Linked DNA regions of Mus musculus: region 1 is linked to region 2. Evidence: chromatin contacts called from public Micro-C data. All regions are on one chromosome and are shown on one strand. Each heading gives the region's core, a stretch centred on a gene start, on an enhancer-like site or on the middle of the called end of the contact. The rest is flanking DNA. Distances are from core to core; before and after follow the strand shown.

Region 1 (6,555 bases), core at 1,111-3,610, 190 kb after region 2:
GAACTGTATTTTAAAATGACAAATGCTAAAACACATACAAGCCCCTAACCAACTGCACATAGCTAGGAGACAAATATTGACCGAGATCTACCTAATGGGGCAAAAGATAGGTGTGCTTATGACATAATTCGGCTGCTGGGTTCCATCGGGAAATGACTTCAGCAATATTTTAAAAAATTGAGTAGCAACGAGAGCTCCAAATCGTTCTTCATAATTATGAAATCTAATCTTTACTGAGTAACTGCCATATGCCTAGTCATTTAATCCTGGCAAGAATTCCATGCAATGGTTTTTTACAGCTAGGAAAATTGAAGCTCAGAGAAGGCCAGTGACTTGCTCAGAAGACAAAAACAAGAGAGCTGGGAATTAAATGCAGCCTATCCTTCAGTGAACATGTCTTCTTTCCGATGTCAAACTAAGCCCTGAAGCACAGCCATAAAGTGAAGGAACCCACCTACTAGCTAGCTATGCCAACAAGAAAAATACGACTACAAGAAGCCCACCACGGCACACACCGATAGTCTTCTAATAAAATATCCCAACAGCTGTGTCGCTTTGAAGGTAACCCCCAAATCTGATGAGCACTCTGGTATCATGTACTGAAGGAAACTGTCCTAATTATGCTTGTAACGGTTACCCTTCTCCTTTCAGAGAGGGGATACTACCTACTTGGTAAGTCCTAATGGGGAGAAGGATGGAAGCCCCCTAGCATACCTAAACTAAACGGACATGACTGCTTTCCTTGTGAAATTACAAGTGAGTCCTCTGCAACACCAACTACAACTCCAGCGTCGGACTCGGGCAGTGCGGTTAAGAATGAGCTCTAGACAAAAACTGACTGCAGGAAAAGTGGGAGGGCAGTTCAGGCAGGGAAGGGCAGAGCCCACCCAGTGGCAAGTCTGGCTGGGTTAGAGCAGCCGAGCACTCCAGGCCCAGAGGCTCCAGCAAGGGCGCCTCCATATGCGGAACTCTCGCCCAATCCCTGAGCAGCCTGACATCCCGTGACAGCCGGGGAGCCTGTTTGGAGAAAAGTAGAGAGGGAGCCCGCAAGCTGCGCTGGCGGAGGGCGCTGGAACCTGGCTGTTCCGGAGAAAATGTCTCCTTGGCAGCTGCTGCCGCTGTCCTGTGGTCTGGCTTCCCCGGGCTGGGTCGGCGCGCGGGGAGGGGTTGGGGGCGACCGGGGCGGTGTCGGGCACGGGCGTTTCCCCGCCCAGGTCCACACCGCCTCGGCAGAAAGAAAAACCAGGATCCCGTGTGCGCCGGGGTCGCAGGGCTCGCCCTTGGCTCGGGCTAATGACAGCAGGCGGTTGCCAAGCGTGGCCCTGCGGAGCCTGGCTGAGCCCCGGGTTCCCAGGGCGGGTCGGAGTGGCATCTGACCTGGGGTAGGTTCATGCACACACAGATCGCACGCCCTCTCCTGCAGCCCTTGGTTTTGCAGTCCCCACGCCCCGGGCCTCGGACCCGCGACCTCCGTGCGAAGCCACCAGCGTGCAAGTGCCGCGGGAGGGAACCATGTTCACCTTGCCATGCACACATCTACCCCCACGCCCTGTGTCACTGCCCAGCCGAGCCTGCCAGCCTCCCCGCCCGCGATGCCCTGCCCTGCCCTGCCCTGCCCTGGCCTCTCCTGGTGCGCCCCACACTCAACACCACGTAACTCCCTCCCATCCCGACGCCGGCCACCCCAGAGCAAGCCTGGGGGAAAAAAAAAGAGAGAGAGAGATGGGGTTTTCCTGTGAGCAAATATATCTACCTGGATCGAATTCAGGGATCCGAGCTTGGTATTCAGCTCCGACTCTCATCCCAACATCTGCAAAGCAATGCCAAGATATATGGTAAAATGGTAATAAATAAGGAGAGGAGAGGGGAAGGGCAAGGCAGAGACTCTCCAGCCGCGGGAGCGCGGGCGAGGCCGTGGCCGGGTGGGGGCGGGGAGGCGCGGGTCGCGGGCTGCGGCGGCACCGGGAGTTCCGGCGGCCGCGGCTCGGCTCCGAGGGGGAGGAGGGCGCGGGGAAGGGGGCCGGGCGGACGGGCGGGGGCGGGGAGCGCGGCGAGGTACCCCCGTGCTCGTCGTCGCTGCTGCAGCCGCTCTCGGGCTCCGAGAAGTGCAGCCCGCCGTTGGCCGAGGAGCCGCCGCCTCCCGCCGGGCTCTTGGCGCCGCCGTTGGCCGATCGGCTCTTCCCCAGTAACTCGGGCCCTTTCTCCATCATGCCGGGCATGGTAGAGGAGGGGGAGAGGTGGCGTCAGGGAAGGGGGAGACGGCTGGCGGGCGCGGGCGGGAGCGCGGAGGAGGAGGAGGAGGTGTTAATATGGAGCCGCCATCACCGCCCCGGTCGAGCCGTAGCGCAGTCGCCCCACACCGGCCCGCCCCGGCCCCGCCTCCCTCCCCTCCCCCGCCGCCGCCGCCCCGCGCCGTGCCACCCGGCCGAGCGCCCCTCGTGGCCGCGCGCTCCTCACTGGGCGGCCGCGATCACTCCGCCCTAGGGAGGTTCCGGCCGCGGGGCGGAGAGACCAGAGGGCCGGGACCCCGCGCGTCCCCAGCCGGCCGGTTCCCGGGCGCTCGAGGGCCGGGAGACGATGTGGAGGCCCCGGAGGCGGCATGGAGGGCGGGGAGGCGGCCTCTGCCCTGTCTCAGCTGAAGGAATTTGGCCTGCTGAGGCGGGGCCGCGGGGCGGGAGCTGCTCCCGTGACCGGGAACCCGGGATGGCGGTCTCAGGAGCTGCTCCGGTGAGGAGCGGCGGGGATGGCGGCCTTTGACAGGAGCTATGAGGATGGCGGCCTTGGACCGGAGCAGCTCCGGTGACGCGGGCAGGGGTTGGCGGCCTCAGACAGGAGCTGCTCCCGCGAGGTGCGCCCCGGGGTAGGAGCTGGGTCCTCCGGTTGGAGGCAGGATCGGTTCACTCCGGAATGAGACCGGCCCTAAAGACCTGGCGAGGCAGCTCCTCTCTGCTGTGAGGTCCGAGAGGGACTGAAAGGGCAGTATTTCCACTTGGCTCTTTCCCTTTTGCTGTCTAAGAAGCGAATGCCACGAGTGGGGAAATAAATAACCGAACTCTACCTTCCCCGGGCCAGTGCTATCTGGGTCGACACTGCCTGGGGTGGTGGCTCAGAGCAATTCTGGAGAGGGTGGAGAGAGAAGTGCTCTGCAGAGAGGTGCTGCTGCTGCAGAGAAAGGTGAGGCCAGCTGCCTTCTGGCAGTTTGCACCCAGTTGAAGATTGGCTGGACTGTATTTCTTCCCCAGATTTAAGGATATTTGCTTATGACATACTGTCTGGGCAAGGAGGACGATTTGTGTCTCAGGAGTAAAGGGGGGGGGGAGTTGCTTAATATACAGATGTGTGTCCTGCAGAATTTGGGGGTAACAGTAAAATTACCTTGAAGGTTAAAACTGTTCTTTGGAATTCTGTTACTGAGAAATAACAGACCTACTCAAGAATTCAGCCAAGAAAACTCTGGGATACAAGAATTAGGCCGGTCATCTGTCTAAAGGAGGGAGTATTTTGTCCGGGTGGAGAAACAGTACTGGTACTGGAAATAGTTGATTTTTAGCTCTATATGTGTCCATTAATTTTTGAACCACAACTCAACCTCCCCTCCCGTTTTATTTTTTGAGACAGGATTTCTATGTGTACTTCTGGCTGTCCTGGAACTCACAGAGATCCGCTTGCCTCTGTCTTCTGAGTGCTGGGAGTAAAGAGCTGCACCACCACACCTAGCATCGGTTCCTTTTTTTAAAAAACACATTGCTGAAGGATATTTTAAGTCTGATTTTTATTTTCTGCAAGGAGAAATGTTATGGACAACTGAAATGATATTTTATTTTTTACATTCCAACCTCTAATGAACACGACTCATCTCAGCCCTGTCACATCAGCTCCTTTGATCCTGGAGTACAAAAGCTAGAGCCTATAAAAAGAAAATTCAAGAAAAAAAAAAACCACAAAACAAAATAGAGGCCTCTTAATAGATACACTTTTTAACTCTGAAATAGTGCTGATTCACTTTTCTGTAGAAAAGAATCTGCGTCTAGATTAGGGATCAAAAGTTTCAAGGGCTTTTGGGACTATTTTGATTAGTAGAATCTTGGCAGTAAAATGATTCTACTGGAATATTTAGACCAAAGACTGCATTCACCTTTGGGGAAGGATTTTGGCGTGAAGGGATGTGTGTGTGTGTGTTTAAGGAAAACAAATTTCTGTTTTGCTTTTAAGAAAAGGAAAGCACTCTAAACTTGCCTGGTTGAGAAGGGTGATTGTAGTGGACCTTAAAATGGTCTCTTCCCAGATAAGACATTACAGAACAGAAAAGCCCTAGGTAGAAATCTGGAAGAATGTCTACTTCTGTTTGGAGAGGAGGAAAGCCCCTGGGCGGAGAAGAGAGCTTTAGGGGTTAATAATATCTCTTGAGATGGGTTGAAGGGGGGGGGGCACTACTGGTCTGTTGAGTATTTAAATTAACTCCATTTTAAGGTTTTCTCAAGAGTTACAAAGACCAAACATAAGGCAAAGGTCGGGGATTAGCTAAGTTGTATGTTGCCTGGGCTTCTCTTTGATATCATGTGAATTCCAGAAGCAAGGATACAGGAGAAACTTTGTTTCAAATAAGACAACGTTTAGAAGGCCAAGGGATCAAGATCAGTTATCTTTTGGGATGACTTCTATCTAGCAATGAGTCTTGGAGAAGATACCCAAGGACTCTAGGAAAATAATGTTCTTGAGAAACAGAAGGCTGAATGCTTATACAATGACCAGATTCCCTCCCGGCATAGGGATCCATGGGCGTATTCTAATCCTAAGGAAAGCCAGCAGATTGTGTATAAATTGTATAGCTGAGTCTAGGGAAAATGTAGAGGTTAAGGACAGCCAAGACAGTCTTGAGCAACAGTTCTCAACCTGAGGATTGCAACCCCTGGGGAATCACTGAACAAACCCTTTCACAGGAGTTGCCTAAGACCTTCAAAAAATACATTTACATTACAACTCATAACAGTAGCAAAATTACAGTTAGAAAGTAGCAGAGGAGCTGGGTGGTGGCACAGGCCTTTAATCCCAGCAGCACTCAGGAGGCAGAGGCAGGCAGATTTCTGAGTTCAAGGCCAGCCTGGTCTACAAAGTGAGTTCCAGGACAGCCAGGGCTATACAGAGAAACCCTGTCTCAAAAACAAAACAAAACAAAACAAAACAAAAAACCCAACAAAGTAGCAAAGAAATAATTTCATGGTTGGGGGTCACTACAACATGTAACTGTATCAAAAGGTCAAAACATCAGGAAGGTTGAGAACAGCGGAGCTTCCTGAGTCTTCATGTCTTTCCAGTATGGAAGGGTTCATTCAGGAAATTGAGTCAGCTCCTCTAGAAGAAACCAAGGAGATGGCACTATATAACACCAAGAAAGAGTTATTCTGGAGGCCTTGGCATGCATAATGAACTGCTTCCAACTGTGACCTTTGAGCACACATGCAGACACACCGCCATTACCTATGTCCCCACACAGGACTCACTCAGTGGTGTCTTGCTTTTATTCCATTAATTTTGATTTATCAGAAAAACTTATTTTATTTCAATGCAGGCCAAATTTGTGGCTCTCAGAACTTGGGATGCACATCACAGCCTTCTCTTCTCTCAGCAGTTACAGTTCTTAAAAAAAACAAAAAGTCTATTTGCCTTGCTGAGAGCCAAACCCCAGTCTCATGCACTTAAAGATTTGATGTTGGCGTCAGGAATCGGTCATAACAGGCTGCACTGCTTCTCACTGGGTATAGCAGGCCCAAAGACAAGGGCTTTTCACTGCCTGTTCCAAAGGCCTTACGAGATTCTCTACCTGTCAGACATCTGACTCAGCCTTAAACCACTGTCACTGTGGGTGACACAGCTACTGTAATTTTGCACCCAGAGGATGGCTCTCTAGAATAAAGTACTAAAAACCACGGAGATATAAAGGGAATAATATCTGACTATATTTACTTTGAAGTTAAGCTTTTGACTGTCAAGTCCTCTTTGGTGCAGCCCACATTTTATATATCAAGATACAGTAGATACAGATGTATTAAGTCCTGGGCTGGAGATATGGCTCAGCAATTAAGAGCACTGGCTGAACTTTCAGAAGATCCAGGTTCAATTTTTAGTACTCATGCGGCCGCTCACCACCATCTGTAACTTCAGTTGCAGAGGATCTAATGCCCTCCCTCTTCTGGCCTGCAAAGGGATAAGACATAGGCAGTGCACATGCATATATGAAGGCAAAACTCTCATCCACATAAAAAGATTTCTTTTAAAAAGGAGGCATTAAGTTGAACCAAGTCATAGAGGGAAATTATTACTTTTTCTCCCAATATTAAATATACTTGTTAGAATTATTGACGGAGATGGAATATATAGTTAACAGTGAGAAAAACAGGCCTTAGTACTGCTTATAAATATAAAGAACTTGACACTTAAGTTTCAAGTAAGTAGACACTTTTCTGAAATGGCTTGATGAAAGATTAATTGGAAGACACCAAGAACACTTAAGAGAGTTTGTCTTAGTCAGGGTTTCTATTCCTGCACAAACATCAT
Region 2 (7,116 bases), core at 3,653-6,152:
ATAATACTGAGACAGGGGCCAAATATCGGTGGTCAAGCACCTGGGCCCCGGCTCAGGGCCAAGAACAGATGGCTCTCAGACGTCAGTGTTAGCAGAACTAGCTTCACTGATTTAGAAAAATAGAGGTGCACAGTGCTCTGGCCACTCCTTAAACCTGTGTGTCTGCCAATGTTCTGACCAGGTGTGTGCCCATTGTTGAACCTTCATTAGACCCTTTCCTCGTACCCCTCCCATACCCATTTCTTGAAAATAGACATTGTTTAGAACTAAAAAGTCCCACCTCAGTTTCCCCAAATGACCGAGAAATACCCCAAGCCTTATTCGAACTAACCAACCAGCTCGCTTCTCGCTTCTGTAACCGCGCTTTTTGCTCCCCAGCCCCAGCCCTATAAAAAGGGTAAAAACTCCACACTCGGCGCGCCAGTCCTCCGATAGACTGCGTCGCCCGGGTACCCGTGTTCCCAATAAAGCCTCTTGCTGTTTGCATCCGAATCGTGGTCTCGCTGGTCCTTGAGAGGGTCTCCTCAGATTGATTGACTACCCACGTCGGGGGTCTTTCAGTTGCAGAACCCCTGCCTGCTGCCTTTGCTGTCCTCTGCCTGCATCCCTCCACTTTGAGATGAAAGGGGGAGTTGGTGTTTACCCCAAGACTACAAGCCAAGGTATCAGAGACACTTGTGTGTCAGTGTTACCTGAGCTCTGCTCACAACAGCTGAGTCATAGGGCCAACCAGGTTGTCCAGACAGGGATAGCAAAGAGAAACAAGGTACCCACACAACCATGCCCAACAGGTATCCTGTAAGCTGTGTGCAGGAAGCAGCGTGTGGCAGCCAACACTGTCTGTGGGAGGACTCACCCAACAGTGATGATGATTAAAAATAAGATGGTGGAGCCAGGTGTGGTGGCTCATGCCTTTAATCCAGAGCACTCGGGAGGCAGAGGCAGGGGGATTTCTGAGTTCGAGGCCAGCCTGGTCTACAAAGTGAGCTCCAGGACAGCCAGGGCTATACAGAGAAACCCTGTCTCAAAAAACCAAGATTGTGGTAAAAGTCGGAGCAATGAGGCTTGTTTGCATCCCAGGAAGAAGCATACAGGAGACACTCTTGTCCGTGCACAGTGTAGCAGCAGGCAGGGGGCACTTCCAAGAACTAGCAACAGGCTAGACTCATCAGGCCAGGACTTGACAGGCTTCACAGGCGGCAAGCACCTGGGCTGACCGGAAGAGTGAATAAGCTCTGTTTTTACCACAGAGGTAAAGACAGGCAGGTCCCTTGGAGGAAGACAGCAGTACACACTGGAGTGTGCTGGGCAGTGGTTAGGGATGAGGACCCATGGAAAGGAAAGGAATGTGGGTCAAGTGCACAATGGTCAATGTTCTAAGTGAACAGAGAGGGCACAATGGGTTTGCTAACCCTGGGCCCTTCCCACCTGACTTCCATGCCTGCTGAACTCGGTCTTCTAGAGTGAGGCAGGCAAGGTAGGTTCACCCTGCTTTGGTGCTGTGCTGAGGAGGCACACACCTGTACACTGGGAGTGGGGTGCACCCCCTTGGCCATGGGCCATCCTGTAAAGGGTCATGTGGGTGTCTTCCTCACCTCAGTAAAGACACTCATCCCTAGCTGGGCATAGTGGCACATGCCTTTAATCCCAGCACTTGGGAAGCAGAGGCAGTTGGCCTCTGAGTTCGGGGTCAGCCAGGGCGATATAGAGAGACCACTGTCTCAAAATAAAACAAAAGCCCCTCATCTCTGAGGATTCTCCTGGGGAGACCGAAGGACGATCTCTGCCCCTTAGCTCCTGGCACAGACATTATCACAGTGCAGGAAGTTTGTCACTTCCTCCGGGAGGGAAACCATCCTGTCCTTGCCACCCCAGCTTTGTTCTCTCTCTGCTCACACTTCAGACACCACCCCCCCCCCACCATACTCCTCTTTCACTTAGGTGAGCTGTTTTACCTCCCCGACCTGCCCTCTGCCATCTGAGCATGGCTTCTCAGAAGGGATTTCTGAAAGGCCCTGCCTGTCATAAGCTGTCAGGCAAGACAAGGACTTCAGCAAAGCCACTTAGGGAGCCGACAGGTCTAAGAGGTGGGTACCAGGAAGGCTTACAAAGACCTGCAGAATCAGAGAGAGTCCTAGGCAGAGGCAGGGGAATGGATGAGAGCTGAGTAAGACCCCAAACTGAGGCCAGTGGGCAGGGCACACTGCTGGACAAGGTTTTGGAGGTCAGATGTGAACAGCTCAGGCCCAGACCCCACAAATGTGTCTGGATGCCAAGATATCCACACCTCTGAGCACAAGGTTCCTTCATGCTCCAAGGTCCCTTCATACTCCCTGGAGGGTTTCCAGCCTCACAAACCCAGACGCAGTTAGAGATGGCGGGCATGAGAAATCTTGTGTCCTGTCCAGCCTGCTTACGGTGGCCCTCCTTAGCTCTGGAACTTTGGGGGTGTTGATGAGCTGTGGGGCTCTATTTGCCATGAGATTATTGAGGAATTAAAAGGATGTAGGAGTTGAGAAGGGGATGGTGCTAACTTTCTATTTTATTTATTTTTTATTTTATTATTTTTTGTTTGTTTGTCGAGACAGGGTTTCTCTGTATAGCTCTGGCTGTCCTGGAACTAACTCTGTAGACCAGGCTGGCCTCGAACTCAGAAATCCACCTGCCTCTGCCTCAGGACTGCTGGGATTAAAGGCGTGCGCCACCACTGCCCGACCTGGTGCTAACTTTCTAAAGGTTAAGGAGAAAAGGTTTGTTGTTATTCCTTTGGTTGGGGTCTCTCGAGGTAGTCCTCACTATCCCAGAAGTCACTGCCCTCTTGCCTGCCTGCCAGGCTTCTGTATACCAGGCTAGAAGAGAGTGTTCAATGCATGGGGCACCCGCTGCTCACAGGCTCCTGATCTGGGGACAGCAGGGGACTACAAAAGTCTATGAGCTAGCTGCTTTACCCCTTCTGTAGAGAGGGAGTGTGTCAGGTAAGGGTATGGGTGTGTGATGGGTGGGAGAATGTAAGCAGGTGTGAGATGAACGTGGGTGTGAGTGCAGAAACTGTGTATTCGAGTGGGGTCTGAGTTTGTGGTCACTCATGTGGAGACATGTTAAGTGAGGCATAGTCCCTCGGGCAGTGTGGTGTGAGTGTAGCCAGAGGGACCGACCTGATGAAGCCTTGCTTCTATTTCTGTGGTCATCCATGAGAAAGACCCACCCTAGGAAGGAAGCAGGGAGTCAGGTCTAATAGCTATGGAGCACAGTAACCTTCAGCCTACAGGAGGAGGAACAGCTCTACTCAGTGTTAGTCTAGGCTCTAAGATAGGGACTCTAATGAGCGAAATGATGAAACTATTTCTGTAATGCCTGCCCCAGACCTGGGTGCATGCCCACCCAGTTCAAAGGCCTTGACACCAAGGTCTAAGCCACCTGGGCAATGGCTGAAGGCAAGAACTCATACGGTGGGTGCCCAGAGAAGTGAGCCGGGTACCAGGAGCACACGGACTTTGTCAAGTATCTGAGACCTGGTGAAAAGGAGGCAAAGTTCAGTGACATTGTACTGTGACCTCTACATCTCAGTAGGGAGGTAGACGTACTAAGACTCCCCATTGGTTTTGGTAGGCATCTACTGAGCACAAGCCTGGGCCAGGCCTAGGACTCCTGCCGCGGTGTGGAGGAGCTTTCGCAGCAGAAGACAGTATTCTTCACAGGCCAGGGAGGGATCCCGAACTCCCTGCAGTCCCTGCCCTACCTTCCTGGGTCACTGCTGACCTCCCTGGTCAGTTTCCCACAATCCCTCTGGAAGCAGTCTGAACAAATGTGTCTAGACCTGAGCAACCGTCATGGAGCCTCTGTGGCCCATCTGTGGGTCTCACGGGGAGAGCTAATGTTGGGAGAAGATGGGGGCGGGGTCACAGTTTAGAGGTAGTGTGAGGATGGAGGGTGAAGTCTTTGTGGTGCTCCAGTCCCTTGGGGGCTTGCAGGTGGCCAGGGCAGGCTGAGGAGCGGGCTGGGCCACTGGCCTTGTGTCTGTAAGCTGGACACAAGAGAACAGGTTTGAAGACCACAGCTCACTCTCTTTCCCTTCCCACCCTGTGCCCCAGAGGCCAGCAGTGTCTGTGAGGACGTGACAGTCCACACTCTCTAGTCGCTAACAGCAGCTGAGGTAACTCCTTGGACCCAGTGAAAATTGTAATATCTGAGATATACTTTAAAAAAAAAAAAACTGCCCTGTGTGTCTGAGACCTGGAACCCTGTGCTCTGCCCGGTAGGTCCAGCCAGGGTGTTCGAGGCAGGCTCTGTATCCAAATAACAGCGTGCGGAAAGGCCCAGAGTGCCTTGGGGCATGAGCTTGGGGGGTGGTGGGGGTTTCTCAGTACTAGGGTGTGGTGGAGGAAGCTGATTCTGGGTGGGGACTTCTTGGCCTTGAGGCTGCTCCTCCTACCAGGGTGTACTTGGGCGGAGGAGGGTCGCATCTGTGTCCTGGTGAAATCAGCCCCCAGGGGAAGATCCCTTTGCCTAATTCCTGGAAAAGGAAAGGCCAGCTGACCTTCAAGTCAAGTCTCTGCTTGAGCCAGGAGCCGGTGGGAACATTTACAGCTCCCTTTAGCCTTGGCTTCTGGTTTTCCCAATAGTTCAGGAGGTTTGAGGTCTTAGGGACAGTAGAATCACAGAGTAGCTGAGATGCAGGACTGCCGGGAGAAACGTGAGAAATGTAAGGCACCGCCTAGACATACATTATCAGACAAATAAGGTGTTGTTTTTATTATTAACTTCCTGTACGATATTTCGGGGCCATAGATTCTTTAAAAGTATTCCTTGTTTATCTAAAATTCAAGCTGGTGTCAGGACTCAGTTGCTATTTGTTTGTTTATGATAAGTATGGTCCCTACAAACGGACCAGGACTTTGGACTTCAGACTGTTTTCCAACCTAGACTTCCCTCCTTTCTGGCTGTAGGACACCCCCCCCCCCAGCACTGGTGTTTCTTATCTGCCTCCCCAGAGTGGGGGAAGAGGTAAAAGCTGTGTACATATACACACAATTGGCATTGCCTCTAGCCCAGCTGGGGGCGCATGGCTAAAGGGTGGGGTTGAGGAGTCTCACCCTCCAAGTGGATTTACTTGCCCTGCTCCCAGAGCCCACACCACTCAAGGGACCCAGCAGAGATGAGAGTGCAGTTCTATGACCTGGAAGGCAGGCCCTGGACCAGAGAAGGAAGTGTGTCTAGGTCTGGAGAGCCTGTTCCCACTTTTTTCTTCTTCTTCTTTCTTCCTTCTCCTTCTCCTCCTCCTCCCCTCCCTCTCCCCCACCTCCTCCTCTCGAGACCGGGTTTCTCTGTATACCTCTGGCTGTTCTGGAACTCACTCTGTAGACCAGGCTCGTCTTGAACTCAGAAATCTGCCTGCCTCTGCCACCCAAGTGCTGGGATTAAAGGCGTGCGCCTCCACTGCTCGGTTCTGTTCCCACTTCTATCTAAACTGATGGAATAAGGCATGGGGAGGCGTGCTGGTGTGTTTGTGCTCAGTGCCTGCTGAACATTTGTTGTGGCGTTACATCCTCCAGGACCTCCCCACTGCAGCTAAAGATGAACAACAGTCAGGAGGCTCTCCTGTCCCTCTAGGGGAGGACTCCGGGCTCTCCTCTCCAGTCCTCTCCTTTGTCTCTGCTTTGCCTGACCTCTTGCTGTGAAACTCGGGATCCTGAAGCAACTTTCCCACCAAGTGCCTTTTGTTTAAACACCTCTTAAAGATATTAACCATGCTTGGTTTGTTCCAACTGTTTCCAGTCAGAAACCCAAGAGTCTTCCTTCTAGTCCGTGTTGCTTACTGCTTCACACTCTGTATCCCCAGAGCCTCACGTGACGGGTGAGGTAAAAAAGCACTAGCAACACCTGATGCCCTCTTAGCACCTCCGTTGCCTCTCTAAGCTCTCCTTGCTGTTCTCGTTCATGACCGCCTCACACTCACCTAGGTGACAGAGCTGCACACGGGTGTAGTCTGCTGGACCTGAGTCTCCAGCCATCAATCTTTACATCTCAGCGCTCCTGCCTGTGGAGCTCACAACCCTCCAACTCCTGCCCACCTCCCAGGTTGACTGACAGCCCACTAAGACTGGAGGCTCAGACATGATGGCTCTTTTGTTTTTATTTAACCAATGAAGACCCAGGCTCAGAGAAAAGAAGCAATGTGTCTAACAATCTTAAGAAAAAGAGGACCAGGGGCTGGAGAGAAGGCTCAGCGGTTAAGAGCACTGACTGCTCTTCCAAAGGTCCTGAGTTCAAATCCCAGCAACCACATGGTGGCTCACAACCATCTGTAATGAGATCTGACACCCTCTTCTGGAGTGTCTGAAGACAGCTACAGTGTACTCACATATAATAAATAAATAAATCTAATAAAAATATTTAAAAAGAAAAGACCAGATTTCTGGTTCAGGGGTGAGGGAAGGTCTCAGAACAGGAGTAGGGCCCCAGAACTGGGGTTCATGGTGTGAAGTCTCCCAGCCTACAAATTGCCAGGTTGACTTCAAAGCAAATGATGCGAAGTGGGGGACAGTTAGACTGCAGTGGCTGTGGAGGGCCAGGCTGCCATGCTGTCTTCCCAGTGACAGAACCCTTGGCTCTTTTCCTCTTTGGAAGAATGTGTCCCTTGGTAGTACAACTTTGTTATGTATGAAATAATGGCTTAGCTGTACACAGTGAAAACAGGAAAACAGAAATAAACCATGGAGCCAGGGAGATTGCTCAGGCCGTAAACAGCTTGCTGTGCAAGTGCAGGACCAAACTGGGATTCCCCAGACCTCAAAGAAAACCCCAAGTGCGACGGCGGCCTGTACTTCTGGGGGAAGCAGAGGCAGGAGGTCTCTGGCGAGTCCTGGCCAGCGGCCTAAGCTGGCTTTGTGAACGCCAAACTCAAGAGAGACCCTATTGCTGTGCTTTATAAAAAAGAAAAAGAAGTCGTGTTTGATGGAGGTGTGGTATGGTGTGGGAGAAGGGGTCGCCTCTGCAGGCCCATGCTGAGGCATCCCTCCCCTCTGAGGAACCAGCCACAGGATGGTACAGTATAGAATAGAGTTTATTCAGGGCATGGGGAGGGGACAAACAGAGAAAGAGAGAAGAGAGAAGTAG

The links. A called contact is a pair of places that touch in the nucleus more often than the background predicts.
Region 1: a Micro-C map of embryonic stem cells shows a contact between it and region 2, with 2.3 times the contacts expected there. The contact joins the promoter of Rcor3 here to the enhancer-like site in region 2. A contact is called at or near these places in 23 of 39 promoter capture datasets (the 3T3-L1 cell line, 3T3-L1-derived adipocytes, the C10 cell line and 16 more), 2 of 484 Hi-C or Micro-C datasets (the HPC-7 cell line and embryonic stem cells), 7 of 115 datasets of contacts at active chromatin or transcription factors (the SCID.adh cell line, effector CD8 T cells, embryonic stem cells and 4 more) and 3 of 9 other capture datasets (adipose tissue, liver and pancreatic islet).

The regions. Positions count from the first base shown.
Region 1 is chr1:192,135,680-192,142,234 of GRCm38.p6, forward strand. It overlaps Rcor3 (REST corepressor 3), which reads right to left and starts at 2,361. Exons shown (of 12, transcript NM_001346740.1): 1 at 2,060-2,361; 2 at 1,754-1,810. The coding sequence starts at 2,219. It overlaps Gm10516 (predicted gene 10516), which reads left to right and starts at 1,219. Exons shown (of 4, transcript NR_033536.1): 1 at 1,219-1,382.
Region 2 is chr1:191,942,034-191,949,149 of GRCm38.p6, forward strand. No RefSeq gene overlaps it. Among named protein-coding and RNA genes, the nearest start is that of Gm39742, 17 kb to the left of the region's middle. Within about 2 kb of position 4,903, at least 25 of the 459 cell types and tissues checked have an H3K27ac peak or open chromatin away from gene starts, as enhancers often do. A contact at or near this core is called in adipose tissue, embryonic stem cells, liver and 1 more, where this site is marked.